3 separate regions of the Mus musculus genome follow, and all the other regions are linked to region 1. Evidence: chromatin contacts called from public Hi-C data. All regions are on one chromosome and are shown on one strand. The core of a region is the stretch at or near the end of the contact, and the rest is flanking DNA. Distances in the headings are between cores, read along the strand shown.

Region 1 (4,824 bases), core at 1,377-3,876:
AAGAGTCAAACGTCATAGCCATAAATAAGCATTTGAGTTGACTTTTCCAGATTGAACAGTTCTGGCTGCCCCACCTCAGTACGATGCACTAATCAGAACCGTATGCCTCAGTAAGTTTTGTTTGGTGTCTCACCATCTCCTAAAACGTCCTTCCAGATTAAATCGTTGTTTACTTCACCACGTTTGGCAGAACCAGTTGCCTTGAGTCTAAAGGTTTTGCTCTTCAAATTAACTTCCCTCATTTTGCTTTTTTCTCTCTCTATGTTTAAAGGGCTCTCTGAGATCTGATACTATTTTGCTGACAGGAATGTGAGAGATACTTTATATTCATTTATTATAAGATTAAGTAAATGTTAAGATTATGCTAGCCATAAGAATCAGGTTTTCTCTCTCTGAAATCTCTCTTCATCTTGGGGACGTTTTTGTTCAGCAGCCTAACCGCATATCACATAATGGATGATTAATAGCCAAGGAAGAGAAGAAGTGGCCTCATGAGTCATTTCTAGGGAATACTTAGTTTTAGATTGCCTGGCTTCTTATTTACTGTAACTTCTATGTGTATGGGTATTTGGGTTATGTGCATGTCTGGGCAGCATGTGTGTGCCTGGTACCACAGACGTAGAAGACAGCGTTAGAGCTCACGGTTTACTTTTCTCCAATGGTTCTTTCTACATTATGTTACTTCCTTCCTTTACCCCTTCTCTATAGATACCCCATCATTAAATCTTTGTGAATTTAGTTTTTCTTTAGTTGTTCTTCTATGATTTATGACTTTTTCAAGAGAAGAAACAATCAAACTTAAAACAAAACAACAACAAAAAAAAGAATATGTAAGATTGCCAAGCAAGATGAACAAAAGAGCTTGAACTAACCAAGGATCAAACCCCAGGAAAGCCATGGTCCCGTGCATCTGTACTACAGGATACAGAGATAGGTGTCCAGACTGTCTCTTTTCCTCTTTAAGATATTTCCCAGAGAGGCTCATAAGAAAGGCAGGCAGCTTGCTTCCATGCAGAGACTCCTTTGTGGAGGGGTATGACCTTGGTGGGATGCTGGGCAGGTGGTGGGCTCGGTACTGCAGCTTTGTGTTTGAGACTGGTGTTGTTGCCTTTGCCTTAGGACATGTATGACGAGCTATTGATGACTGTCAGCTCCCGGAGGAGCAGCCTCCACCAGAACCTTGCTCTCAAGAGTCAGTATGATAAGGCTCTGCAAGATCTGGTGGACCTGCTGGACACTGGACAGGAGAAGATGACAGGGGACCAAAAGATCATTGTATGCTCCAAAGAAGAAATCCAGCAGCTGCTTGGGAAGCACAAGGTGAGCTGAGACCAGGAAGGCATAGCTGAAATAGCACATTCTCAGGCCCTTACATAGAGGGGTTCGGTATTTCAACCAAATATGCCTGGGTTTTATGCGCTATACTTGTATAATTACACTTCTAAGTGGTCTATTGACATTTGTTCAAATCCCCTAGCATCTAGAGTAAAGAAAAATGGTAATGGGTATTTTTATAACAAGTATAATCAGTAATTTTACTCATTAGTTCTCCATAAATATTAACCCAACTCTCACCATATATGAACTTTAATCAAGGAAAAACTCAAAGCCTTTCCTTAGTGGGACTCAGATTGCTTTTATTCTCTCTCTCTCTCTCTCTCTCTCTCTCTCTCTCTTTTTCTTTTTAAAAGACAGGATCTCATGTAGCTCAAGCTAGCCTCATATAGCTAAAGGTAACCTTGAACTTCGAATCCTCCTGCCTTCACCTTCTGAGATCTGGAATTAAAGGTACATGCAACTAAGTTTATATGGTCCTGAGGATAGACCCCAGGACTTGGTGCATGTGAGACATAAAAGCTCTACCAACTGACCCTATTGTTAGCTACATTCTTAACTCAGTTTCCCCCTGTGTATTTGTTAGGGCCTCTTGCCATCTTGCCCCAGGTGCTCTCTCTCCCCGTCACTGTCCTGGCATAGACTCCTCACTCCACGCTGGGAATACAGGGCTGCCCACTCTGTTTTGGTGTCTGTTACTTGCGTCATTCAGACCTCCTGGCCCTTAAGCACATTCTCCTGTAGTTGCTGTTGGCCTCCAAGATTTTCCTGGGCTTGACCAGAACTTTTACCACGCAATCAGGCTTGGGAACCCAGAGATTGCTTCATCAGTGTGCTTCCAAATGGAGCTCAGGTTCATTACTCCTTAGTGAATAAATAAATATATATTCAACACACACACACTCACACATTCCTATCATAATACATTTTAAGCAATGACTATGCAAAGCTTACCAGGCTACAAACTCAGCCTCCCAGGCTATGGGAATTCCCAGAAGAAAAACAAAACAGTCTCACTGAGTTTTAAATGATTAACAATCTACTGTTCTGTGGCTCTCTGGTGGGCTATTATTGTCAAATTGTTGGGGGAAGGGGACTATACTTTTTTGCTATTTTTCACCCAGAGATTTTCTGTCTAAAGAGTTGTATAATTTATTAAAGCCTTATCATTTGGCTATGAAAACATTGCTTTAAAGTTCACAGCTGTTTTCTCTCAAATCTGACCATAGCAATAAAAGATCGCTCTGAGTTATTCCAGAAGGGAGACTAGGATCAAGGAGCAATAGAATAACAGAAAAGATGCTCAGTTAGGAAAAAGTTTTAAGGGAGTAGACTCCAGCTGCCACTTGGGCTGCACAGGGGCCTCTTTGGTCATGGAAATGCTGCCAAAGCCAGAGCGGGAGGTAAGCTTGTGTTGAAAGCATGCTTGACTGTCAGTGCACATTTGGCTTAGTAGGTCTTTCCCAGCCATACGATCATTTCATCAACTGATGATTGGTTAAAATAATGGTTCTAAAATGGACTTGATGTCACAGGCTTGTGTTGTAATCCCAGCTACTTGGGAGATTGAAGCAGGAGCAATTTCAAGTTCAAGACTTACCTCAGCTAAAGAGAAAGTTGAGCAGGAGTGAATACATGAGTTTTATTTCAAAATAAACAACAAAACAGCATCATAGGCTGCTGGTATACCTCATGGGTAGAGTGGTTGCTTAATGCTCTTGGGCACTGATCTTGATTCCTGGCACAACAAAACAATTATGGTACTGTTGATGACGATCAACCTACCCTTTACTATCCAGTCTATGTTTTGTGGGAGACTTCTACAGCTTTGGTGGGGACAAACTTACAGTCATATAATAGGAATTAAAACCTCAACTCTGATTCCTGTCAGGGCCACCCCTGCCATCTTCCTTCTGATCCCAGTGGAGGCCTCTAAGGGCTCCAGAGTGCTCTCCATGCTCAGGGTTCCATCAGGCCTTCATCCTCAGCCAGGAGGCAGACCTGAAACCTAGACCCCTGGACACATTCACTGCCAGAGGAGAGTTGGCCTACAAGAAGAGTTCTCACCCCAGAACTCAGGAGGTGGATCAGAGCTCCAGACTGCTGGACACTTGCCCTGGAAGAGGAGAGCTTGCCTACAGAGAGTGCTCTGACCACTGGAACTCAGGAGACAGTTGGATTCTCAGGAGTGCTGACAGAGGCTAAAAGAATCAAAGGAGGATCAAGCTCTAACCAGAGACAGCTTGAACATTAAGACCAGAGATTTCCAGATGGTAAAAGGCAAACGTAAGAATTTTACTAACAGAAACCAAGAACACTGGGCATCATTAGAACCCAGTACGCCCACCACAACGAGTCCTGAATACCCCAACACACCCGAAAAGCAAGATTCGGATTTAAAATCATATCTCATGATGGTGGTAGAAGATCTTAAGAAGGGTATTAATAACCCACTTAAAGAAATACAGGAGAACACTGCTAAACAGGTAGAAGCCTTTAAAGAGGAAGCACAAAAATTCCTCAAGGAATTAGAGGAGAATACTGCTAAACCAGTAAAAGCTGTTAAAGAGGAAACACAAATATCCCTCAGGGAATTACAGGAGAACACTGCTAAACAGATAGAAGTCCTTAAGGAACTACAGGCAAACACTGCTAAACAGGTAGAAGAAACACAAAAAGCCCTTAAAGAATTACAGGAAAACACAACCAAACATGCAATGGAATTGAAAAAAAAAATCCAAGATCTAAAAATGGAAGTAGAAACGATGAAGAAAACCCAAAGGGAGACAACTCTGGAGATAGAAACCCTAGGAAAGAAATCTGGAACCATAGATGTGAGCATCAGCAACAGAATACAAGATATGGAAGAGAGAAGTGCAGAAGATTCCATGGGGAACATGAACACAACAATCAAAGAAAATGCAAAATGCAAAAAGATCCTAACTCAAAACATCCAGCAAATGCGGGACACAATTAGAAGACCAAACCTACAGATAATAGGAGTAGATGAGAATGAAGATTTTCAACTTAAAAGGGCCAGCAAATATCTTCAACAAAATTATAGAAGAAAACTTCCCATACCTAAAGAAAGAGATGCCCATGAACATACAAGAAGCCTAGAGAACTCCAAATAGACTGGACCAGAAAAGAAATTCCTCCTGACACCTAATAATCAGAACAACAAATGCACTAAATAAACAGAATATTAAAAACAGTGAGGGAAAAAGGTCAAGTAACATATAAAGGCAGGCCTATTAGAATTACTCCAGACTTCTCACCAGAGACTATGAAAGCCAGAAGATCCTGGACAGTTGTTATACAGACACTAAGAGAACCCAAATGCCAGCCCAGGCTACTATACCCAGCAAAACTCTCAATTACCATAGATGGAGAAACCAAAGTATTCCATGATAAAACCAAATTCATACAATATCTTTCCATGAATCCAGCCCTTCAATGGATAATAAAGGGAAAACACCAACACAAGGA
Region 2 (4,824 bases), core at 1,527-4,026, 590 kb after region 1:
GTCCCAGCACTTGAGAAACAGAGGCATTAAGATGGGATGTTCAGGGCCAGCCTTGCCCACACAGTGAGTCCAGATCAGTCTGGACTACATAAGAGATTACCTCAAAAAATCCAAACAAATAAATACAAACAAGCTATAAGACAATAGACACTGAGATGTTTACATTTTAAAAAAATAAAAAGGACAATTATAAACCTTCTCAGGGAGTTGGGGGAGTTAGAACCCTCACATACTGCTGGATGGAATATAAAATGGTGCACTAATATAAAATACAGCTTTGAAAATGCTAAATACATGAACCATCTATCAATCCCCCCCCCATAGCTGTAAGCCAGAGAGAAGGAAAAGCATATGCCCACACAAAAAGTTCATTACTCATAATCACAAGTGGTGACCACCCAAACATCCATCAGTGGATGGATGGGAAAATATAGTATAGCCAAACAATGAAGTGCTTATAGAGCACACAACGAACCCTAAAAAATGCCATGACAAGAGAATGAAGCCGGTTGCCAAAAACCACATGATTATCTTCTTATGAAAGAGACAGAGAAAAGGTCTGAGGCTAGTGGGAAGGAGGAATGGGGAGTTATAATTTATGGGTACAGAGTTTCTTTGGGTATGCTAAAAATATTTTGAAATTAGATACTGTTCAATAAGTCTGTAAATATACTTAAAAAAAACACAGAAATGCATATTCTGAAATGGTGGCACTCATTTGGAAGGTTCCAGAAGACTTTACATGATACAGGAAATCGGTGACTGAAGGGTGCGCTTTTCAAAGCTATACATCTTGCTCAGTACCCTCTTCACAGTCCGCTCCATATCCACCTTCCTCTACCACCACAGTGCTCTACAGACATTCACAGAACCAAGTAGCTATAAACAACTATAAACTATAAACAACTCTGAAACTGTGAGCCAAAGACTTCTCCTCCATCAGTTTGCTTACATCAGGCGTTCCGTGACAGCACATGCTGGCAAGGATGAGGAGGGACACTCCTCAAAAGTCTTACATCTTAACCTCCAAGGAGATACTGTGAAGGAGTGGGCTCCTTAAGAAGTGAACAGGTTGTGTTTCAACAGGAATAGATACCTGGGGTGGTTTGAACAACAGTGGCCCCCATGGGCTCATATGTTTAAACGGTTGGTCACCAGGGAGTGGATGCTTTGATGGGATCAGGAGAATCAGGACGTGTGGCCTTGTTGGAGGAAGTGTGTCACTGGGAGCAGGCTTTAAGGTTTCAAAAGTCCAAGCCAGGCTCTCTCTCTCTCTCTCTCTCTCTCTCTCTCTCTCTCTCTCTCTCTCTCTCTCTCTCTCTCTCTCTCTCCCTCCCTCTCTCTCTCCCTCACCACCCCCTCCCAAGGCTCAAACTGTAAAGGTCTCAGAAACTTCTCTAACACCTTTTACCATCCACCCCACCCATGATGATAATGGATTAAGTCTCTGGAACTGTAAGCAAGCCCCAATTACCAATTAAATGCTTCATTTTTTTTTTTTAAGAATTGACTTGGTAATGGTATTTCTTCACAAAAAAAGAACAGCAACTAAGATGCTTGTATAACAAACAGGAACCAAGCATTGTATGCCCTGATAGACCAGATAGACCTGTCTTGCCCCCTTACACCGTATGAGGACACAGCTAAGGTCTTGTGTGAACCAGGAAGCAAGACTGAGCAGACATCAAATCTGCTGGCAACTTTCCCTTGGACTTCCCAGGCTCTAGAACTCTGGGAACTCTGTTGTTTATAAGCCACCCAGCTTGTGGCATATACTTGAAGACTAAGACATTTTTCTAGACAGAGGCCAACAGCAATAGCAAGCATGCTTGACCTCGTAACCACTGAGCCAGTTAGTTCTCTGGGGTGACACGAACTGTCTTGGGACTCTGACAGCAGCTGTGAGCTTACAGTCTAGAAGTCAAAAGAACACCTTCTACAGCTCTGGAAATATACAGAAAATAAAATGCCAGACCCTGGGATGAGGGCAGCACAGAGAAAGGGGTGAACAAAATGGTGAAGCAGGTACTCAAAATGAGGAAGGCGCAGGTCTGCATGAGCTGAACATGAGCTGAACATGGGGGCTGGACTACTACCTACAGATAAACAAAGAGGCAGAGTTATTATATACCAATGAATAAGGAGGCAGATGTACCAAATCTCAGTAGGAGCAAGCTCTGTAAGGGAGCAGTCTTCAGGCAGTAAACAACATCCAGGGGGAGAAATCTAATGGGGATATTCTCTGTACTGTCCAGTCTGACCACAGAAAGGCTTTGCCAACTCTCTGAGCCTCTCACTAGGGAAGGCTTTACCACAGCCATGGGCTGAGACATGAGTGCCTTGAGATGCCTGTGTTCATGTCAACTGCACACACTCACTCAGGACGTCTCTGGTCTCCTACTCAGAGGACTGCTTGGATTCTTGTCAAGGGACAGGGGCAAGGAAGGGAGCGGCAAGTCAAACCACCAGGACAGAGCTGGAAGCCAGCAGGAATGACGGAGACTCTAAAGTCAAGCCATCAAGCCAAGAGCAGATTCCTTCGAGTGGGGTGGGAGTGAGTTGGTTTCTTTATCCTCCTGAGGGAACTTCTCAGACCAGCTCAGAGTTCAGCGAGTAAGCAATTGGCCTTTAATTTTCCTCCAGCAGGCCAGAACTGGCCATAAACAAGATTAATGTGCCATCGGGAGGCTAGCCAGGACAGGGAAGGTTCCCAGGGTACCATTCATGGTAAACACTGTATGCTAGCTGTTTCCCAGGGAACGACTATGCAATCTAGTGGGCAAGTCTTTCTTACACAGAAGAGTCAAAAGCCCAGACAGAAAGGTGATTAAAGCTGAACTCTTAAGTGTTGGCTGACTGTAGGGTCTAAGTCTCCAGATGCAGTTGTCAAAGACAGTGTACGAAAAACCCCTCACAGCTGTCAAGCAGGGGCCTCTGTATGAAGTGGGGGCAGCAACGTTCTAAGGCAGTGGTTCTCTACCTTCTGAACACTGTGACCCCTCTGTTCCTCATGTGGTGACCCCTACAACTATAAAATTACTTTCTTTGCTACTTCAAAATGGTAACCTTGCTACCCTTATGAATTGCAATGTAAATATCTGTTCATGCCCTGGCCGGGGGTCACGACCCACAAGTTGAGAACCACTGTTCTAGTGTCTTACTGGCCAAAAGAGATGCTGTGTCCACGCAGACGTAGCTCTGTGGGGGAGGTGTCCCACTCTGCAGTCTCTCCTCCCTCTTTGTCCCTCGTAGCACACATTCTGGGAGCTGGTAGCACAGTTACCCTCGCCCCAAAAAGCAAGCACTCTGCCTTTGCAGGCCCTGCCCCTTTGCAGTGAGAAAAGCAGTCCAGGCGGCCTGGGGGGGAATTTAGAAGCATTGACTCCATGGAAGGGGAGTGAAGGGCAGCAGTAGCTGGCTTGGAGCTTGCTCCATGGGGAAGAACTTGAGGGGGGGGAGCTTCTGGGCAATGGATGTACGGGAAAAGTCAGAGAGGAAAGCTTTGCTGCGGCTGGCAGTTATTGTCTGTTCTGATGCTTTCTTGGGAGACCACAAAGAAGACACCACTGGCTCTCCCATGGGGTTTGGAACCGATTTGGAGCCACAGCTCCTACCAGGGTTAGGCCACATGCTACAGGCTGACAGTTAAAACTCTCCACTAGATAGTTAATCTTCCTCTCTTTCTCACCGGCCAGAATTAAGACTTATTCTATGGGCTGACCTCTTTTAAACAAAGTCAAGAGACTAAGTCCCTGCCAATGAAGACAGAGAACTGTTATATCACTCCAAAAAATAGCCAACAGGTTGTTTTTCAAGCCCTTCCTCCTGGCTGGCACCTAGAAGGAAGCTGGAGCCCTAATAAGTGTGTGGGGCTAGGAGATATTTCTGAGGATGAGAGAGGATGGAAGCATTGGGTAGGATGCTCAAGTTGAAATCGGAATAAGCTGGGCTTCTGATGACCATTAAGGGTCCTTGTAAATGTGTCACATCCATCCCTCGCGCGCGCGCGCGCACACACACACACACAGTGCTGAGGATTTTACCTGAGGCCCACACAGGCAAGGCAAGCATACTGCCATTAAGTTACCGCCCCAGCCCTTGACTCTTCAGTGAAAAAATAAATTAACATTCTTCCTGTCTGAGCCTCTGACATTGTGGGATGTTTCTGTGTATTCTGTGGAAACTGGGGGCAGACGGTAAGTCATCTGGCCATGGAGAGGTTACACAAACCTCTTCTACATCGCCTAGAATTCTGCCACAAGATTTCAGTGCCTGCAGTCATTTACAAGGTGATGCTCTGCCTAGCAGTAATTGCTTTACTGATTCCGGGTTAATGAGAAAAGAATGGGGGGGGGGGGGGGTAATGCATAAATCACACATTCACACAGCCTGAAGGCCAAACTACGTCACCATGTGCAAAGGGGTTTTACACTAAGAAGATAAAACATGTGGTGGACCAAACTTCTTCCTTCAGGACACACTCAAAATCAGCCACCACACATTCTTGTTAGTGGTGATTTTGGTGACACAGCATAACCAGTGTTAATATCATTAACTGTTTTAGTTTGAGTCTTCATCCTTTGATCTCTAAATTGGTTCTGGTTTCACAATGGCAAAAACGTAATGTGATTAAGAAGGCTACGTAGTCTTAAGTGTCCTAAGTTATCAGCGTCATAAATTATTCTAAATTTAACACAAGAAGGATGATCTATGCAAAAAAAATAGCTTTGTCTTTCAAAAATACTTCCATAATACTTAGATCTGCATGCCAACATAACTTTCAATTTGTTTTTTCTTGGTCTAGAACTCAAGGGAAACCTTAAT
Region 3 (4,824 bases), core at 832-3,331, 520 kb after region 1:
GAGGAAGGGGAGTGAGGGGAAGAAGAAGGAAGGGGAAGAGAGTAAAAAGGAGAAGAGGGGAGGGGGAGGAGAAGGGGAAGGGGGAGGGGAACGGCCCTAGGTTTTTGTTTTTGTTTTTTAAGTGTTATGTCAAGGTGAAAATGTACAGGTTATATCCATCTGTCTCAAATGTTAAGATATCTTTTTTTTTTTAATTACAAGAAACAGTGGGTCTTTTTTACAAACTTTTTTTCTCAAAAGAAAGGAGAACACATGAGATGGGTGGTAGTGGTGGTGCACGACTTTAATCAAAGTGCTCAGGAGTCTAAGACAGTCAGATCTCTGTGAGTTCGAGGCCAGTCTGGTCTACAGAGTGAGTTCCAAGAGAGCTTGGGCTACACAGAGAAACCCTGTCTTGGAAAACCAGAGAGAGAGAATAGGAGTGGGGAGGGAGGGAGGGAGGGAGGGAGGGAGGGAGGGAGGGAGGGAGGGAGGGAGGGAGGGAGGGAGGGAGAGGGAGAGAAGTCTACTAGAAAATGAATTCACCCTGACAGGTTTACAGTGAACAAGGGGTTGATGGCTGTAATTTTGAGTTGGGAAACACCTGCTCAAATTAAGTAGTTTGTGGTTTCCGTATCCAACAGAAGAGAAAAACACCACATTGATTCTGCCACTGTTTGTGTATGTGTGTATGTGTGTGTGTGTGTGTGTGTGTTTGTGTGTGTGTGTGTGTGTGTGTGTGTGTGTGTGTGTGTGTGTGTGTTAACTAAAGTAATTCAAACCTCATCCTGTAGGCTGATATACTTCGTTCCTGTGTCCTGCTAAAATTAAGATGATACAAACATATAAACTTGATGAATCCCAAGTGATAGAAAGCATTGGCCTTTCAGTGGGGAGCGTGTGTACGCTGGAGGGGAGAAAAATGAAAGAAACCTTTCCCAGGTGTTCCCTCAGATGGTACAGGCTTCCTCCAGCACTTCTGCCCACGCCTGTAAGAAAGAGAGTAAAATCCGCTCCCTGTAGATACTCAGAATTAGACACAATCACAGATGATACTGATGTGGAGAACGTTTGCACGAGCATGCAACCACCTTGGTAATAAAGTTTACTTCTTCTGCCCTAGTGTTTTAGACTGGTTCTAAATCACTACACAAAGCCAGCGATTGGCTGCTGTTGAGCAGAACTGGACTGTGGACGTTAACCAAGTTGCCTGGCAGTCTTTACCTGACTTCAGTCCACATTTTTCCCCTCCATAGCTACTCTCTAGTTATGCATTATCAGGTTTGGCAGTCTCTACGAGCTCAGCCCTCCGCTTGGCTTGTTGCTGGGTAGGCTTGACCTAAGAGAGTGCATGAGGAAAGAGCCAGAACTTTCCTTTGATGTCTCAGAACTCAAGATTCCATTATATAATCTACCATAAATCCTGGCGGTCAGGACTGACACTGGCTTCCAAAGTTACCAGAATATGACACTCCCTACTTGATTCATTGTGGAGTCTGACATGTCTTAATTAATATGAACTCAGAGCCTCAGCTTGCCAGCGATAAGAGACTTTTCTGATTTGCCTTCTTCATAGCTTTAAGGGTTTCCTTGATTAATTTTCTTCTCCTGAAATCTAAACCTCACATGCTAAATGTTCTGACTGGCTCAGGTTTGACCTCACAGATGTTTCCTTGTGGTCACAGAAAATACTTCTCCTCTGAGAATAGGTTTGATAATTTTGGGGGGGGGGGCAATAAATTGAACTGAACTAGATGAAGAAGTCAAGTGCAGGCTTTTAGCCACACTTTTTTACTTCTACAACCTGCCTGGTGTGTTCAAGTCTCAAATATAAACGGTGGTAGATGATAGCATTCCCTATGAACAAATTAAGGCCTTGAACCTTCCCCCAAGCCTTCTTCTCTGTAACAATATAAATCTCTCTCCTTGCTCAACACATGAGTGAGGCTTCCCACAAGGAGAAAATTGGCACATTTAAATGTCCTTTCTACTCTCAATGCTGAAGAAGGAGTGAGATGGACCAAGTCCAAACAGTGAGAAGGAAGGAGACTGAGGGCCTGTCTCATCGGAACACAAATAATTTGTGAACTGTTCTCAGTGATTAATACTCTGCACTTGAACCCTGCTTATGCAACAGAAGTGCTACAGTGAGCTGACTCTTGGTTTCTGGGTTTTGCCTTTCCTAGAAAACATTTTTCTATGAATCTTTTTTTGTTTTGTTTTGATTTGGTTTGGTTTGGTTTGGTTTGGTTTGGTTTGGTTTGGTTGCACACTAGATTTGAAGCAGCCCTTTGCTTGATTGGTGAAGTCTGAAAATGGACTAGAGGGAAGGACACCAAAGCAACATGAGCAATGTCCCTCCAACAGAGTGATACCCTGTTACCCTCTCCCTGCCCCTCTCTGCTCAAAACAGGAAAGCCAGGCATCAGCTGCCAAGGGACACTCTCAGCAGCCTTTGAGATTCGTTGTAACCTAAATTAGATTACTGAATGTGCTTAGCATTTTCTCCCAACCTTTGTCCCCAACAGACACCTGCCTTGTTTTCTTACATAGCTGTCACCCTAACCTTTTACCGTACCATACTCCTTTAAAGGATGAGAAAGAGAGAGAGGGGGAGAGAGAGAGAGAGAGAGAGAGAGAGAGAGAGAGAGGGAGAGAGAGAGAGAGACAGAGAGAGACAGAGACAGAGAGAGACAGAGAGAGACAGACAGAGAGACAGACAGAGAGACAGACAGAGAGACAGAGAGACAGACAGAGAGACAGACAGACAGACAGAGAGACAGAGACAGAGAGACAGAGACAGAGACAGAGAGACAGACAGAGAGACAGACAGAGAGACAGAGACAGAGAGAAAGGGGAAAAACAATCTCCTTACACCCCTCCTCTTTAGCTCCCCAATCACTGGGTTCAGCTCCAAATCATCTGAAGCATTTCAGTGGTGGCGAGAGGTGTCACAGGCTCCCTTCCCTAGGCAAGCCTTCAATGGCATCAGCTATCTTGTACTCCCAGACAGGCACCTACGGCTCTAATAGTACATATGTTAATGTCCTGGCTCACTATTCCAAATGGAGGTGGCTGAAGACAGGAGGCGCAGAAGCGTGACTCAGTACCAGCACTGAGGTCATACCCAGTATGCCAGGCCTTCATTCACTTGCTAGGGAATTAGGCCTCCAAAGTCAAAGGACTGCTCAAGTACGAAATGTAAAGTACGAACTTGAGTACATATTTGACAAGTGTGTATAAATTGCAAATAATTGCACCAGTCTCCATGTCATACAAATAGAAGCATTTTCTTATGAATCTATATTCTATCCAAATAAGATTGTTTTTGCCATAAAAATATCCCAGGGAAAAAGCATTTTGCACATATAAAGTGTGCTGCTTAGTCCCTAGTGGTCCCTGAATGAAAAACCTTCTGGGATCTGTTTGGCAGTTAGTTGCTAGATCCATCTTTCAATTATAAAGATAGCAAAATACCCAGCATAGGTGTGTCTGTCTGTATGTATGTTCACTCCTAGAAACTAATCATAGGACCTTGCATATTCCAAGCAAGCTCTCTACTGCTGAGCCACATCTTTCACCCTTTCCTAACTGATTCTTTTGAGAAGGGGATTGCCAAATTTCAAAGCTGGTGTTGAACTCATCAGATGACCCCTGTAGACCTTCCACTAGTGATTCTCCTGCCTCAGCCTCCTAAGTAGCTGGGGTTGAAGGCTTGCACCACCAGGCTCACTTTACAGTAATATCTTTTGACTCCCCTCCAACTCCTCTCTCTACCAGCCATTTTTTGAGACAAAGTCTTTTCTCGCCCATAAATAATCATAATTCAAAAAGTGGGTCCTTAAAAGATTTGCTAAATTGCTCAATTTAAGTTGTTCACTCTAAATTAGCAATTCACCTCTCCTCAGCTAGTCCAATCATCTCCAAATTGGCATGCTCACTCTTCAACTAAAAACCTCAATCTACACAGTATTTCCAAAGAGAAGGCCTCATTTCACTGCAACCTCACACCTTAAAATGACATTTAGCTTCACAGTCCTAATTCTCTGCTAACATGTTCCTGCATACTTCTGACTTATCTTCCTGTCAGACCAACTCCTGATCCCCCAAGGTGATTGTCTCTTTCCTTGGATTAGCGTCTTCTACCCCCAACATCTTCCCAGGGCAACATACCCATCCTTCCGGGTCAAGGCTAACTGTCACTTCCTGTCCCAAACTCCGAGTGCCAATCAGCAGTAGCTTCTCTGTGTGCTTCCATACCATGGTGCTCATCTCTATGAAAGCAGCCATCACTTTCTACTCAATTAGTGTATGTCATAGCTATTCTGCAGCAATGATACATCATACTATGTGCCCAACTCTCCACTTTTGACAATTAAAAAAAAAATCATCTAGAACACAAAGAATGCATCATGTTCAATCAAACACATCCATTGCATATCTAACATGGTTGGGTACCAGGCTTTTCCCAGAATACCACAATGCAACCCTGAGCAAAAGCCCCCTGTTGGCACCAAGGGCTCTTCCAATAGGGTCCGCAGCAGACCCTTTAGAACAGAGCTTCATGAGCCACAGTAGAACTTTGCAATGTGCTCATTCTTGGACAAAATTAAGAATTTAATAAGGAAGTCAAACAGAAGTACCCTTTTTCTGAATAAACTTGATGCCAAAATATACAGTAGCAAGATTTCATGTAAATGGGATTCCCAACATCTCTTAATGGACAGGAATGTACGGGTGTTCCGTTGCTTTACCCAGATGCAGAGATGGATTGTTGACTACCCAATGTGACCAGCTTTACTAAGTTCCCTTTCTTTGTAAGGTTTTATAATAAAGCAAAACCTA

The links. A called contact is a pair of places that touch in the nucleus more often than the background predicts.
Region 2: a Hi-C map of uterus shows a contact between it and region 1. The contact joins two enhancer-like sites. A contact is called at or near these places in 1 of 484 Hi-C or Micro-C datasets (uterus) and 2 of 115 datasets of contacts at active chromatin or transcription factors (embryonic stem cells and fibro-adipogenic progenitors).
Region 3: a Hi-C map of uterus shows a contact between it and region 1. The contact joins two enhancer-like sites. A contact is called at or near these places in 8 of 39 promoter capture datasets (the 3T3-L1 cell line, the C10 cell line, cranial neural crest and 4 more), 1 of 15 datasets of contacts at CTCF or cohesin (large pre-B cells), 28 of 484 Hi-C or Micro-C datasets (the AML12 cell line, B cells, the C2C12 cell line and 18 more), 2 of 115 datasets of contacts at active chromatin or transcription factors (bone marrow-derived macrophages and fibro-adipogenic progenitors) and 2 of 9 other capture datasets (adipose tissue and liver).

The regions. Positions count from the first base shown.
Region 1 is chr10:5,137,308-5,142,131 of GRCm38.p6, reverse strand. It overlaps Syne1 (spectrin repeat containing, nuclear envelope 1), which reads left to right. Exons shown (of 146, transcript NM_001347711.1): 106 at 1,120-1,320. Among named protein-coding and RNA genes, the nearest start is that of Gm51757, 190 kb to the left of the region's middle. Within about 2 kb of position 2,626, at least 16 of the 459 cell types and tissues checked have an H3K27ac peak or open chromatin away from gene starts, as enhancers often do. A contact at or near this core is called in adipose tissue and uterus, where this site is marked.
Region 2 is chr10:4,551,738-4,556,561 of GRCm38.p6, reverse strand. All of the region lies in intron 9 of Ccdc170 (coiled-coil domain containing 170), which reads right to left. Among named protein-coding and RNA genes, the nearest start is that of Gm22739, 70 kb to the right of the region's middle. Within about 2 kb of position 2,776, at least 40 of the 459 cell types and tissues checked have an H3K27ac peak or open chromatin away from gene starts, as enhancers often do. A contact at or near this core is called in uterus, where this site is marked.
Region 3 is chr10:4,615,373-4,620,196 of GRCm38.p6, reverse strand. It overlaps a transcript of Esr1 not described here. Among named protein-coding and RNA genes, the nearest start is that of Esr1, 92 kb to the left of the region's middle. Within about 2 kb of position 2,081, at least 53 of the 459 cell types and tissues checked have an H3K27ac peak or open chromatin away from gene starts, as enhancers often do. A contact at or near this core is called in adipose tissue and uterus, where this site is marked.